Regions from separate parts of the Mus musculus genome. Here region 2 is linked to region 1. Evidence: chromatin contacts called from public promoter capture Hi-C data. All regions are on one chromosome and are shown on one strand. Each heading gives the region's core, a stretch centred on a gene start, on an enhancer-like site or on the middle of the called end of the contact. The rest is flanking DNA. Distances are from core to core; before and after follow the strand shown.

The links. Capture Hi-C pulls out chosen DNA fragments and counts their contacts.
Region 2: a contact with region 1 is called in a promoter capture Hi-C map of liver, with 2.7 times the contacts expected there. The contact joins the promoter of 1700007K13Rik here to the promoter of Qsox2 in region 1. A contact is called at or near these places in 1 of 39 promoter capture datasets (liver) and 1 of 9 other capture datasets (liver).

Annotation. Positions count from the first base shown.
Region 1 is chr2:26,232,662-26,240,062 of GRCm38.p6, forward strand. Qsox2 (quiescin Q6 sulfhydryl oxidase 2) reads right to left here and starts at 4,738. Exons shown (of 12, transcript NM_001302956.1): 1 at 4,382-4,738. The coding sequence starts at 4,691.
Region 2 is chr2:28,462,331-28,469,731 of GRCm38.p6, forward strand. 1700007K13Rik (RIKEN cDNA 1700007K13 gene) reads right to left here and starts at 3,994. Exons shown (of 3, transcript NM_027040.1): 1 at 3,704-3,994; 2 at 2,807-2,885; 3 at 1-104. The coding sequence starts at 3,939. Mrps2 (mitochondrial ribosomal protein S2) reads left to right here and starts at 5,736. Exons shown (of 4, transcript NM_080452.3): 1 at 5,736-5,812; 2 at 5,913-6,029; 3 at 6,491-6,620; 4 at 7,093-7,401. The coding sequence starts at 5,770.

The sequences.
Region 1 (7,401 bases), core at 3,488-5,987:
AGTGGTGGCTCACACCTTTAATCCCAGGACTTGGGAGACAGAGGCAGGCAGATTTCTGAGTTCAAGGCCAGCCTGGTCTACAGAGTGAGTTCCAGAAAACAAACACACACACACACACACACACACACACACACACACACACACACACAAAGCAGACTCTCACGGAGGGAACCCATGTCATCAAGGAACACTGGAGGGACAGAACGTGAGTCCTCCAGGGACAGGAGGTAGCTAGGACAGAGTTCTCTCAGTGCCAGCCCACCCCACCTCTACTGAGTGGGTACCGGGAGCAGTTCATACAACCTTAGCTAGGGCTAGTGAGAAATTACTGAGAAATGACCATCAGCCTCTGTGCAGTGCTAACCAGGGTGAGATCACAGGACCTGAGGCCCCCTGTGGCCGAGGAGGAAAACAGCTGAAAGGGGAAAGCTGGCCAGGCTGGGAACACCGTCATACCCTGGGCTGAAAAGCCGTGGGCCACAAAAGCCTCCTGGTACGGATCCTTCCTCATTCTGGCTTTAGGCAAACTTTGGCCTAAATCTATCTATACAGTTGGGTGAGGCAGTGCACACCTGTAACCCCAACATCAAAAAGCAAACGCAAAAGGATTCCAGCTTTGAAGACAAGACTGGGCTACACGGCAAATCCTTTCTCCCTCTCCTTGCTGAAATGTGCAAAGGCTCCTGAAGGGTAAGCACCCATCCTGCAGTGGCCTGCAGAGCCCCTGAGCTGACCGGAGGAGACACTACTCTCTTCCACTGCCCTGGCTATGGGAACCAGCGACCCCACGGTTCTCTAAGCAGTCCTTACTTTTTATACCCTTGTGTTAAGAGTTACTTTGGGGGGCTGGAGAGGTGGCTCAGCGGGTAAGAGCACTGACTGCTCTTCCCGAAGGTCCTGAGTTCAATTCCCAGCAACCACATGGTGGCTCACAACCACCCGTGATGAGGTCTGACGCCCTCTTCTGGTGCATCTGAAGACAGCTACGGTGTACTTACATATAATAATAAATAAATAAATCTTAAAAAAAAAAAAAAGAGTTACTTTGGTTCTGCCATCTGTAGTTTCCAGGACTCTGGACTCTACCATACTCCTCAGCAACTGCTGTCCCCAGTGTCCCTCTGCCTGTTCTCATGGATAATGAGCACTCTGCAAATACTAAGCAGCCATCTTCAATAGCCTGTGCAAGCAGAAGGCACCGGGCGCCATGGGAAGGAGGAACAGAGGGGAGGCATGAAGGCCTCACTACCGCTGGCAGCAGTGACAGAGCACTCACCTGTGTTTCTGCCTGTGGATAACACACTCTGTGCCTAGCCACCTGTCCAACATCTCCTACTCTCAATTCGCAATGTCCTCTAGAGGGACACAGGAAGTGAGCCAAAGGGGCTCTGGAATCACGTGGCCTGTCTGTCACCTGGTACCATTATTTGCAATATCAGAGACTAAACACCTCCTTGCCAGACAGCTCTGGACACATTCTAGATGCTGTGGTGAGTACCTGCCAGGTCTCCTTTCAAGTCCTTCACCAACAACTTTAGGGGCAACCACAGATGTGTTCTCTCTCCACGGAGGACTGAAGGGGAGAGAAAGAGCCCCGAGGTCACCAAGAGCTTAGGGGCACAGGCTTCAGGGCACACTCCTGTTCTCCTAGGTCTCTACAGAAATCCTTCAGTGCCCAGGAGAATAAGTGCAGGTGTCAACTGCCAACTCAGATTGTGCTAAACATGACAGTTTGAGATAACAGATTTCAACAGAGCAGGGTTTGTTCTGGGAAATACTTAAGATAAGAAAGGCCCAAGCCAGAGCCACATAAATATGAGAATGGCCTTTGGATCCACTGAACAGTAGATCTTTTGTTAGCCTATCTGTCATAAGGAAAACCGCTATTTCCCCGCAAAGTCAGAGAAGAGAAAAAAACTTCACCATACGTTTTTGAGGAAGTGGCAGGTGTCCTCAACCTAAGACACAAGATTGAGGACGCCCTCCCTCCAGACACAAGCTGGGGACCCCCACCCCCACCCCAACCCCCACGACCTTTTCCAGCTGCTCATTCAATTAGAAAAGATTGAGGAGCAGGAAGACAAGCATAAAGTACCTTCTAGCTAATTGTCAACCATGGCAACACAGCCAGTCCAACCAGAGACTAGGGTCGGGACTAGGAGAAGCCACTAGGTGCTATTTCATGGAGGCAGGAAGAAACTACTGGGGAGGACCCAATACAAGGCCTGCATGTCCAACTCACAGGTGACTGATTACCCCTAAGCACCCTCTGTCCTGTTAGATCACCCAGGCAGGAAGCCAGCAGGAAGCATAGCCAAGTGGAGGCCAGGCAGAAGGTCTAGTGCTTCCCATATTCTACACACAAGTCTACAAGGCAAGGCACGGAAGGTACTGAGGTCACTGTCACAGGAGGACTGGAGTGAGAGTCAGAAGCTTCCTGGGGAAGCTGTCCAACATGACAGGCATCACATGGGATGTCATCACTTCTGTAGGTGTTGTAAGGGATCCTGCAGTTAGGCAGGATCCCTTACAACAGGTGACCAGACACCTCCAGAAGTTAGGATCCACCCAGCAGCCTAGGCTGGGACTGATAACACTAGGGTTAGCACCTACCAAGTCCTCAGGTGACTTGCTTCAGGAGCCTCTGACATCCTGACTCAGGCAGTTCTGCCCTCAACATCCTGCACCCCTCTTCAGGCCCTCACCTGCCCCTGCCAGTCAGCTTTCACTTTCACCACACCTTGCCCCATCTTCTAGGCACCAGTCACTCTTTAAAGACAACTGCAGTTCACTAAGCCAACCACAGCATTAGCTGTGCATTTTTACTGTGGCACTTTTGGAACTGTTCTTCCTTTCAAATTCCGGGGACAACTGCAGCACTCTCTGTTGGTTTGGTTAATAGAAGAGCCAGCTTATAACACGTGATGTGGCTTGTACAAGTTAGCTACCAGATTGAAAGCCAGAACTGATATAAGCAAAAAAGCTGCCAACAAGTCTTGCCAGGGTCACCTGCAGGTCCACCAACAAGCATTAAGAAATGGAAAATCCTCTCCTCTATTGAGTGGCAAAAAATAAAAATAAAACCCCCACAAAAAACCAGTGTATAAACTGTCTTTTCACTGTCTTGTCTCACTTTTGGCTAGTGCTTGTCAAGGACTTAAGGAAACTGAGATGGCTCAAAGTTTAAAAGCACAGACTGCATCAGGGTGTTGTGGGTGCTCGCCTTTAATACCAGCCCTCAGAAGGCAGAAGCAAGCGGATCTTTCTGAGTTCAAGGCCAACCTGGTCTATAGAGTGAGTTCTAGGACAGCCAAGACTACACAGAGAATCCCTGGCTTGAAAAACTATAAATAAAGAGGCAAACAAAGAAAACCCCACACACTGCTCTTTCAGTCTGGAGTGTCATTCCCAGCTCCCTCCACCTCTGATTCCAGCTGCAGGGAATCCAAAACCTCTGCCTTCCAAGGGAAACTGCACTCACCTGCACACACCCACGCCCATGTAATTCAAAACAAATTAAGTATTAAGAAGAAAGAAAAAGAAAACTTACGACCCAAGAGAACAATGTCATTAGATTCTACATAAGGACCAAAGCAGAGGTCAATGGATTCAAGGCCAGCCTGGACAACGTCATGAAACTGTCTCAAAAAAATAAAAAAATATAAGTCAAAGTGCCCCAACAATGAGGAAAGAGAGGGTAAACATTTTAAAATAGTCATCTGCAATTGCGTACTTGGAAAAAGGGCTTCTTTGCAAATCTGTTTAAGAAGAACACAGCAGTGTTCAACATCAGACCTAAAACCAAAGGTGCAGGAAAAAGAGTAACAATTTGTTGTCTTGCCCTGAGAGATCTGTAATTAGAGGTTAGTTCAACAGTTGTAAGCCAGTGAAGCCAAATGTAAGCCAGTGCTGGGAAGGCCACTTAAATTCCATTTACAGGAGCTGCTCCAAGGGGTCTGAGTTCTACAAAGGTGAGTAACTAAACATATATGGGAAGATTTCCTGAAAGCTATGGCTAGTGACCCAGAAGCCCAGCAAGAAGACGCTTTGTAAACTTTCTGCTGTTGCAGAGCAGTCCCCAGAGTGGGTATCTAAGTTTCTCAGCCCAATGCCCACCATATGGTCGGCTACCTAGCAAACGAGGCTGAGGTTTGACAGGAATGGGGACCTTCCTGAGTGGAGAGGGTAGCCTCTGAAATGCAATTGCTGGGTATGGGGAAAGTCAAACTGATCGGGTAGTGGCTAGGATAAGTGGTTGGGGACATGTTGAAGTCGGTGTTCTGAGCTGGCGACCTCAGGAAAGCCATCGGCCCCATCTGTGGGGCTTCGCCCACGTAGCTGTTGCGTCGGAGGAACGTCCACCGGCGCGCGGGGCCCTCACCTCGCACGTCCGCCGCCAGCGCTCGCCAGGTGGGTGCGTAGCCGATGCAGTGGCCGCACCACGACGAGTGGAACTGCACCAGCCACGCGGCTGAGCTGTTGCCCGTGGCCGACCGCACGCTGCCGCTGTCCAGCAACCACACGGCGTCTGAGCCCTCGCGGTAGAGCCGCGCCCCGCCGCCCTCCCGGGGCCCCACTGCCGCCACCACCGCCAGCAGGAAGAGCAGCCGCGGCAGCCGCGCGGCTCGAAGAGACGGTGGCTGCCGCGCATAAGCTCCTGGATCCCGCGCCACAGCCCGGGCGGCAGCCATGTTGGGAGTGCCGCCGGCGCGTTGACCTTTCACCCTGGCAACCGGCGTCACGTGCTTGCGCGCGCCGGTCCCGCCCTAGGCACTAGCCCCGCCCCCGAATCCGCTAATCTTCCCAGGCACTACTCTTCGTTCTCGCCCCGCCCTCGTAATTTGACCCCCCTCCCCAGCACTGGTCATTCCAGGTCCCGCACAGCTCGCTTTTTTGCTCCGCCCCCGAACATTGTTCCCGCCCCAGAATGTAGGCCCCGCCTCATTCCTTAAGTCTGCTCCGCCCCTGTGCTCCTGGCCCCGCCCCTGCCTCTGGTCATTGGCCCTATCCCAATTAAAAAAAACTCTTAAAAATCTTAAAACCCGCAAGCAATTTTCACCTAGTGAAAGTCCTGGGCCTAAGTAGCCAGATTTAGCAAGGGGAAATAGCCCGTGCCATGTTGAATGTTGAGTAAACACCAGGCCAAGATTTTCAGTCTGAAATGCAGATTTAATAGGACAAAAACAGATCGAAAAAATATTTGCTATATGCCTGTATTTCTTATGTAGCATGAATCCTAGATTTTACATGCAACCTATGATTTTACCTGTCAACTTCAAACATCCACGATGATCCCTTGACCTTTTTATAACCCACATGATACAGTAGAACCACCTGGTAAAGTTGGCTGGCTTCCTGCTAAGATGGTAGAAAGGAGAGGTAGACCTGACTCTTCTTTTTTAGACAGGGTTCTAAGGCTGGCATGGAGTTCACTATGTGCCTGAATCTGTCCTCCTGCCTCCCTGGACTGGGATTACACATGTGCACCACCATGTCTGGCTTCTCCAATCACTCAGTCTACTTTCCTATGCTAATGTTCTGCTTTCTCCAAACACTAGAGAGAATATGTAATCTCTTCTACTTCCTGTTTGTCTACCTGATCTCTCACTGTACGGTTTTTCCTACTTCACTCCCTGTCAACTGGTCTCTTGTTCTTCCTCTTGACCTATTTAATATTGTTTACAATAAACCAGGCGTGGTGGCGCATACCTTTAATCCCACCACTTGGGAGGCAGAGGCAGGCAGATTTCTGAGTTCGAGGCCAGCCTGGTCTACAGAGTGAGTTCCAGGACATCCAGGGCTATACAGAGAAACCCTGTCTTGAAAAGCCTATCTATATCTATATCTATATCTATATCTATATCTATATCTATATCTAATCTATACTGTTTACAATAAACAGAAAGCTCATGGATTAAAGGTGTGTGCTAAGGGCTGAGCCACACCACAACTAGAAACCGGTTTTATTCTCAGTAAATAACACAGTCTTGGGGTTTACATTGTGATCAAATATCCTGCAACAGGGAGACATGGTTGGGAGACAAATACAGAGAAGCTATTTGATTTTTAATGGTCACCAGAGGATGAATAAGCAGGACAAGGGACCAGAGAGACTGGTAGGGAAACTGCCTGGGGGTAGGGTGGGGGGAGGCAGTCATGAGAGTAGGACTGGCTTCTTCTTCTTCTTCTTCTTCTTCTTCTTCTTCTTCTTCTTCTTCTTCTTCTTCTTCTTCTTCTTTGTCGTCGTCGTCGTCGTCGTTGTTTAAATTTTGAGACAGAGTTTCTCTGTGTAACCCTGGCTGTCCTGGAACTCACTCTGTAGACCAGGCTGGCCTCGAACTCAGAAATCCGCCTGCCTCTGCCTCCTGAGTGCTGGGATTAAAGGCGTGTGCCACCATGCCCAGCAGGACTGGCTTCTTGACCCTCAGTTTGTATGTGGAAAGGATCTGGACAAGGCCAGCCTGGGATGGGAGAGCTTGATCTTCAGGTCCCAACTCTACACAGAAGGCAAGAAAGTCTGAGGCAGGATGGATAAGGAAACTTCAGGGGATATGAGAGAGTCTGGAGATTGGCTGACGCTTGTCTCTAGCTGATAGTCAAGAATTCCAATGCAGTTAACATTTGCTGACACAGAGACAACATTTTAAAATAAGGATGTTAAAGTAGCAGCAAGCCATGTTTGTGTCTTTTCGATCTAAACCTGCAGGTTTCTAGGAATTTCACAAGGAACTCATTTACAGGAAAAGTAGTTCCTTAAACTCCTTGTGGCCCAAGGTTTTATTTTACCAGATTGTAATTCCATCCAGATGGCTTCAGAACCATCCTATAATCTCACTTATTGGAAAGGGGAAAAGAGGAAGAGGAAGGGAGAGTCCCTTAGATATCTGTTGAGCAAAAAACTCTGATAGCCTCTGAAATCCTATACATGGCTATTTCAAAGCCACTTAGATATGACTCTCCTTTGAGAAGTCAACACCCAGGATTGGGTGTGCCTTATTTTTTCCCTAAGCATCTCTCTATTAACTACTATGCTGAAGTTTTTGTTGCTTTCTTCCTAATGAACTCTGACTTCACTACCATCTGGCCCATCCTGAAATTCTTATCTGTGGCAAAGTCAAGGATCTGGTGTTACCTGGATGGGGATCTTTGAAAGTTGAGGAGACTCTGCAGGTTGCTGGGGACTACATGAGCTATGTCTACTGCTGAACTATGTCTCACTGATGACAAGTCCACTGTAGTCCCAGCCCATGCAGCCAGTCCTGGGGCAGGGCTCAGACAGCAGGCAAGATGAGAATACACTTTCCAGGGAGTTTATGGTTCCCAACCATTTGTAAGAGCCCCAGTGGCCTTTGTATATGTTTTATGAGAGTGGCTGTCATGGTAGAGCAGGAGAGCATGGGG
Region 2 (7,401 bases), core at 2,744-5,243, 2.2 Mb after region 1:
GTCACTAAGCTCTTCTCCAGGGTGACATTAATATTATGACTCTGGAACATTCCAAAAGCTGCGTGTTGTCTGGAAAACTTATTTGAAGATGGATAAAATACTTTCTGAAAGTCAAACAAACAAGAGGATTAGTGGTGCATGGTAGTAACACTCAGGCAGTCCCACCAACTGGTTCTTTGGACGAAGAGTGAGAATTTGTGAGAAAACACAGCCTCTGGTGCTAGGAAGCCCAGAAACCAAGGTGAGCAAGATGGTCTCCCTTTGCCATCCAACCATGCCAGTGTGTGCTTATGTCTAATATGATTAACACTGCCTCCTTCCCACGCCACATGGACAGCAAGAGAAGTTACAGGATCACCTGAATGCCGCAGCTCCATGCCTAGCCTAGGTGTGACAGCAATCATTAACCTGAAGTTAGGTCAGAGTTAGACCTACACACACACACACACACACACACACACACACACACACACACACACACACATTGAGGTCTACTCCTGCTAGCCATGCCACACTAGGCCTGTGTACCCTTCAACCTTCTCTGTGAGTGTAGTCACAATACTCTACAGCAGTGTCTGCCATACTCTTCCAAAATACTTATAACTTATGAAGAGAAATAGTTGGGTGTGGTGGGGCAGACCTTTAATCCCAGCACTCAAGAGGCAGGTCTCTGTGAGACTGAGGCCAGCCTGGTCTACATAGAAAAACCATTTCTCAGAAAGAGAGAGAGAGAGAGTCAGAGACAGAGAACACATGTGGGCCTCACTTCTGAAGCTCCAGTTCATGAATACAGCCTCAATGCTTTGGCCCTTGGCTGGGGTTGCTGGGTAACTGTGATAAGAGCAAACATCATGGGCCATGAAGAAAAGCAGAGAGAGGACTGGCTGGATCCCAGGATCCCTCTCGAGGACACACCTCCAGAGCCCTGAAAACTCCTATAAAGTCCCACACCCCAATAGCACACACTAGTAACCCTGCCTTTAACATGCAGACCTTTTAGGGTCAACTCCTCCAAGCCTTAGCAATGAGCTTCTATCCCATGAGCCAAAATCCTCTGTCAGGTGCTTTAAAAAGGGCACTATGCACCACCAGCCCGGTGTATGGGAAGGGCTGCCCTGCTGAGGCCGGAAGCACTCAGTTCTTTGTTTGTTTAGTTGGTTGGTTTTGTTTTTGTTTTTGTTTTTCGAGACAGTATTTCTCTGTGTAGTCCTGGCTGTCCTGAAACTCACTCTGTAGACCAGGCTGGCCTCAAACTCAGAAATCCACCTGCCTCTGCCTCCCAAGTGCTGGGATTAAAGTCATGTGCCACCACTTCCCGGCAGCACTCAGTTCTTGCTGAGTGTGGCCACTGTGAGTCCGGGAACTCCAGTGATGACAGGGGGACATGTGGTGTGTGCAGACCAACCTCCACCAGGTAGTAGTGTCCTACCTGTCCTCAGACCACCCTGGGCCAAGATCACCTGATGTTTTCTCTCTTTGGCAGGAAAAGCAAAGAGAAATTATTTCAGGCATTTTTCAAGAGGCAAATTTGAGATCTCCTGGGAAACTGAACATAAAATATAGTGTCCAAGTCCGGGTGTGGTAGAGCATGCCTTTAACCCCAGCACTTGGAAGGCAGAGTCAGGCGGATCTCTGTGAGTTTGAGGCCAGCCTGGTCTACAAAAAGAGTTCAAGGACAGCCAAGGATGTTACTTACACAGAGAACTCCTGTCTCTGAGAAAAAAAAAAAAAAAAAAAAAAAAAAGTGTCCAAATACCATTCCAATGCACACAGCTCCCCCTATTGTCTGCATGGTGTATTGCAGGTGGAGCTGATGGCCAATACCTGAGCTGTGCACTGAGCACTGGGGCCTGCCCGCTCTTGGCTCTGCACAGTCAATGCATTCTGACAGTCCATAATAATAAATATCCACCAGTGCCGTAGCTGACAGAATAATACTAAGAGTTGCTCACAGGGTGCAGTGGACTGAGTCAGAAAGCTGACAAGTCAACCCCAGAGAACAGGACTAAGAAGCACGGAATACCTACCCCCTAGCTTGCCTCTGATACCCGCGGCTTGTGGCCCATGACCTGCTAACCTGGGTGAAAGCACCACTGTTGAAAAGAGCAGCTTCTTCTCCGTGGCCTTTTACAAAGGCAGAACAGAAACCAGGGGTGTGGCTCAGTGGACAGATCACCACGTCTAACGTCTGCAAAGCCCTGGCACTGCACATCTTTTAAGCCAGCACTTTCGAGGTGCAGGCAGTTCAAAGCTTTGAACTGATTCAGAACTAGCCCTGGCTAACTTGAGACCAAAGGCACTTATTACCAAGCCTGGTGAAAGGAGAACCAGCTCTTACACGTGGCCCTCTGACCTCCAACCACGTGTGGCATGGCGTACCCCCACACAGAGACAAGGCGAATGTATTTAAGAAGGTATGGGCAGCAGTTCCCATGTTCCTGCTTCCCACAGAAACACCTTGCGTCTGATTTTGGAACACAGACTCTTTCCGTGGACAGGCTCTTCCGAGGAGTTCTGCCACTCGTATGAACGCTTGACTTCACTAATTGGCCTTCGAGTGCCCGGGCAAAGGTGTGCGTGCCTGTCTGATGGGGAGGAGAACGTGGAAGCAAGTTTACTTGGACTTTCCTGTCTACAATCTATTCTGCTTTGAAATTGCATTCTATCATCTCTCTGCCCCGCCTTGTCCTAACTCGATTTGAGGTGCCATGCATTTACAACGTGGGACGCTGATTCCCAACTCTGACTCCTCATAAGTCTGCTTTTCCAGATGGCCCTCGTCCTGGCAGGCCTGGCTTGCACTTACTGGCATCTCATGCACCGTGGGGGCTCTGCTTCCGTAGGTTTGGTTACTGGTCCTGTACATGGAAACAGCTTCCTTGGTCCTGTGGGAGAGAGATGCACTGTTTCTCACACATACTCAGAATAAGTCAGCCAGGTCATAGCCTGGAAGAATTTGATTGATGGAACTTTATTGTCCCTGACGGTGGCAATACCATGTCCACGGGGCTCCCACTGAGAGCACTCTCTCCCAGCAGACCTTTCTCTCTGGCCTCCTCTGCTGGCCATGGCCCCTGATCTTTCCAAAGGGAAACCCTAGAGAACACCCAGCCAGCAAATGCTGGCGGAGGGGTCTTGGTGGGACTTTGGCACAGACTACCACTGCCAGGTATGTAAGCTACCTCGGAGACAGCGTCTCAACTTCCAGACCCTGGAAGTCCCTCTGCTTTTGAGCCCCAACCTTACAGAGGCCAAGCTCCTGTCAGGAGGGAAGGAGGTAAGAAATCTAGTTTGTGAGACTGTGGCCTGTGATAGAGGCTACCAGCCGCTCTTCTTCACACCCGAGGCCTCAGCAAGTTGTCTTCTTACTCGTGGAAAGGGAGTGTGCCTGCACCAGCTTCACACAAGTCAAGAAGGTTTCCATCCTTACTTCCCCGAAAACCAGGCTGCCCTGTAAGGTGTACAGCTTTCAGGGAAGCTTTAAAAATAGAGACATCCCCTGCCTGCAACAAGGCTATATTCACACACGTTCACTCTGTGGTTGCTCAGACAGCAGGACCCTAACAGTAATGATGACACAAATAAAGGTTCATGACTGGCTCCTTTTGACCTCAGTAGCCACAGCCACTTGAGAGTTCTCAAACACATGGCCAAAGCTAGGGCCGCCCTGCTGCATGAAGAAGGTAACCTCAGTCTTCCTTACCCGTAGCCATGAAACCACCCCGGGTTGTTGAACCTGACTGGGAGCTTCTCGCTAATGCGGTAGTAGTCGCTGGTCTTCTCTGGGGCAGGCTTAGCCTTGGGCTCCCCCGGCTCCGGCTCCTCTGGGGCAGGCTTAGCCTTGGGCTCCCCCGGCTCCGGCTCCTCTGGGGCGGGCTTAGCCTTGGGCTCCCCCGGCTCCGGCTCCTCCGCGGACTGTTGAGGTTTTTCTTCAGACATTTGGCCTCCCGCAGGAAACTAGCCCAGATCAAGTCTGTGCCTGCTGCGGCAAGGCGTCCTGTTGCTAGGCAATGAAGTCACCTGATCAGGAGGTGGGGCGGTCTTTTGTAGGTTGCTTTGGCTAGCAGCTAGCTGTAGGCAAGTCTAGAATCTTCCCGAGGGCGAATAACAAAGGAGACCGTAAGTTCTAAACAAGGAATTCCAAGCTTCCACACGCTGCTCCTCAGGGAGATCCGCTGACCTTTTTCTGGGACTGTGGGAACATCCTTGTATCGTCCCAAAATGCACTAGGAGGCAGATCCTGGACGAATGAAACCTTAGAACCTGGGATTTCACCAGCCAATAGGCAGGAATTAGGTGCTTCCAATCTCTGCCTGAGCAAGTACAAGTCTGTCGTTTACTGTCCTGGCCATGGCCTCTATCACCCAATACCCCCACAACTCAGCCTAAATCTAGATGTGAGGTGCTGCTAAATTTAGGGAATCCTAGGCCATATATTGGTGAAATATAAAAAATGATCTTGTGAACCATGCACATAGTTCAGCATTAATGACGTGCTAGCGCAATGCCAGGAGGCAGATCTCTGAGTTCGAGGCCAGCCTGATTTAAAAAGAGAGTACTAGACCAGTCAGGAGTATATAGTGAAACCCTGTCTTAACAACAATAATAAAAATAAATAGTAATTTTAAAACAAACAATAAAAAATTACTTAGGGCACAGTGTGGTGGTGTGCACCAATAATTCCAACACCCAGGGGACAGAGGCAGTCAGATCTCTATGAATGTCTGGCCAGTCAGGGAGATTGTTGTTGTTGTTGTTGCTGTCATCGTCGTCGTCATCATTGTCAATGTCATCGTTGTTGTCGTCATAGTTTAATGTAATTTGGGGATGGAGAGATGGCTCAGCAATTTAGGGCATTCATTGCTCTTGTAGGGAACCTGGATTCAACTCCCAGAGCCTACAAGGTGACTCATAAACACTTTTAACTCTAGTTCCTGGAGGTCAGACACCTGCTCTCCACAGGGACAAGGCACTCACAAGGTACACATACATACATGTAGGCAAAAAATAAGTAAAACTAAAACAAATGTTAAAAAATAAAAAAAATGCATGCTGGAGCGACGACTCAGCAGTTAAGAGCACTGACTGCTCTTCCACAGGTCCTGAGTTCAATTTCCAGCAACCACATGGTGGCTCACGACCATCTGTAATGGGATCTGATGCCCTCTTCTGGTGTGTCTGAAGATAGTCACAGTGTATTCATATACATAAAATAAATAGTTTTTTTTAATGCACTTATAAAACAAACAATAAACGGGGCGGTGGTAGGGCATGCCTTCAATCTCAGCTCTCCAGAGGCAGAGGCGGGTTGCTCTCTGAGTTCAAGCCAACCTGGTCTACATAGCGAATACCATGACAGTCAAGGCTCAAGGCTACGGAGAAACCGGGTCTCAGGAAAAACAAAACAAAACAAAACAAAAACAAAAACAAAAACAACAACAAAAAAAAACAGCAACCCTAAAAACAACCTCTAAAAACCAATTTGAACAAGAGGGTCGCCTCCTCCAGAGGATGCTGTAATTTTATCGAGAGGAACGAGCTGTGGGTGAGAGGTCGCTCATTCTAGCTCAGCCCCACGTCCCAGCTGAGTGCAGACCACTGGTCACAGTGCCAACTCGCCCATTTACAAGGATGCGGGCGCAGCGAGCGGTGCACAGCGGAGAGGGTCCTCCGGGCCAGCAAGCGGCGCTGCGACCCCGCGCGCTCAGAGGAGGAGGCGCTCTGCCGGGCAGGAAGAGTCTCTGCAGGATCTCTGTCCACGCGCCCGCCATGGCGCCCGCTCCGGCCGTGCTGACCCGGCTGCTGTGTGCAGGTGAGCGCGGTGAATCTCGGAGATGGGGGGAACCCGGGGATCCGAGAGGGGAGGACAGGGACGAGGGTTGGACGCGCCCCCACCGGCTCTTTCCCCGCAGGTGTGCGGCGCTGGCCAGGTTTCCTGCAGAAGGCGATCCCGGGCCCTGCGGAGCAGAATGGTAGGAAGGTCACGGGAGCCCCGGTCCCCGCAGTCAGCGAGCCCCAGGATGGCGACGGTAAAGATCAGCGGGTGGAGCTGGGCCGGGGCGCGGAATCGTGGAGAGGTTGTCATTGCAGGGTCCCCAAAGGAACCCAGTACCAATCTAAGTGTGGTGGGAGGGAGATAGAACCCCTGTGGCCTGGTAGCTCTCGAAACCCGTGAAGACTTACTTTTGTATCTGTCCATCTTGCTGGTCTTCTGGAGGGGCGTTTAAGGCACCCGAAGTCAACGAGGCCCCTGGTTCGTTTTCCTCTTACATCTGTGGAGATTAAGGGAAGAGGACTTGGCCAGGTTTTCCCCGCACACAGTCACTTTAGACCTTGACACTAGTCCCTCGGTGTTGCAAAAATGCCCCTGTGTCTTCCAGATCTTTCCTGGCGTTTCCTCACAGCTTTGAGTTTCCCACTCCCAGGAGACTGGTGAGTCTTTGGTTGGTTGGTGATGGGCCACAGTGTCTGCCCTTACTCTCTTTTTCAGATTTCCAGAGCAGGATCCTAGATACGCCATTACAGCATTCGGATTTCTTCAATGTCAAGGAGCTGTTTTCTGTGAAGAGCCTCTTCGAGGCCCGAGTACACCTGGGACATAAAGCTGGTTGCCGCCATAGGTAGTTGGCACAGGCCGTGTGGGCAGAGTGGTGGAGTTGGGTCAGGGTTGGAAGTGGGGGCAGGGTGGGGGTGTCTGCGGCAACACCAAGTGCAGTGCTAGTATTGATGCTGGTTCACAGACAGGGTGAAAACTGAGGGTCATGGCAGGCGGGGGAGCCCGGTGGAGAGGACCTGCTGTATAGAACAGAAGTGGCCCTAGAGAGTTAAACTGGGCAGAGCACCTTGGTTGGGTTCATGTTTATCTGCAGTTGGTTCTCAAATCTCCACAGGGAGAAGGTGGGACAGGTTGAGCCACAAACCTGATTGTCTGTGCGCAAGTCCACACCTGTGTCCCCAGCCCATCACTCCCTAGGCAGGAGTAGTGGGAGTTGGTAAATGTAAGAGCCTGGGTGGCTGGTAGGTAGGTGGCTGTGGAAGGGGCAGGGCAGCTCCACGCACACGGGTCCGTTTACCCTGGGGGTTTTTTGGCAGGTTTATGGAGCCGTACATCTTTGGGAACCGCCTGGGCCAAGATATCATCGATCTGGATCAGACAGCCTTGAATCTCCAACTGGCTTTGAACTTCACCGCGCACGTGGCCTACCGCAAGGGCATCATTCTGTTTGTGAGCCGGAATCGTCAGTTCTCTCACTTAATTGAGACTACAGCCCAGGCCTGTGGGGAGTACGCCCACACCCGCTACTTCAAGGGTGGCTTGCTGACTAACGCACAACTCCTCTTTGGGCCTTCAGTCCGCCTACCAGACCTCATCATCTTTCTGCACACACTCAACAATGTCTT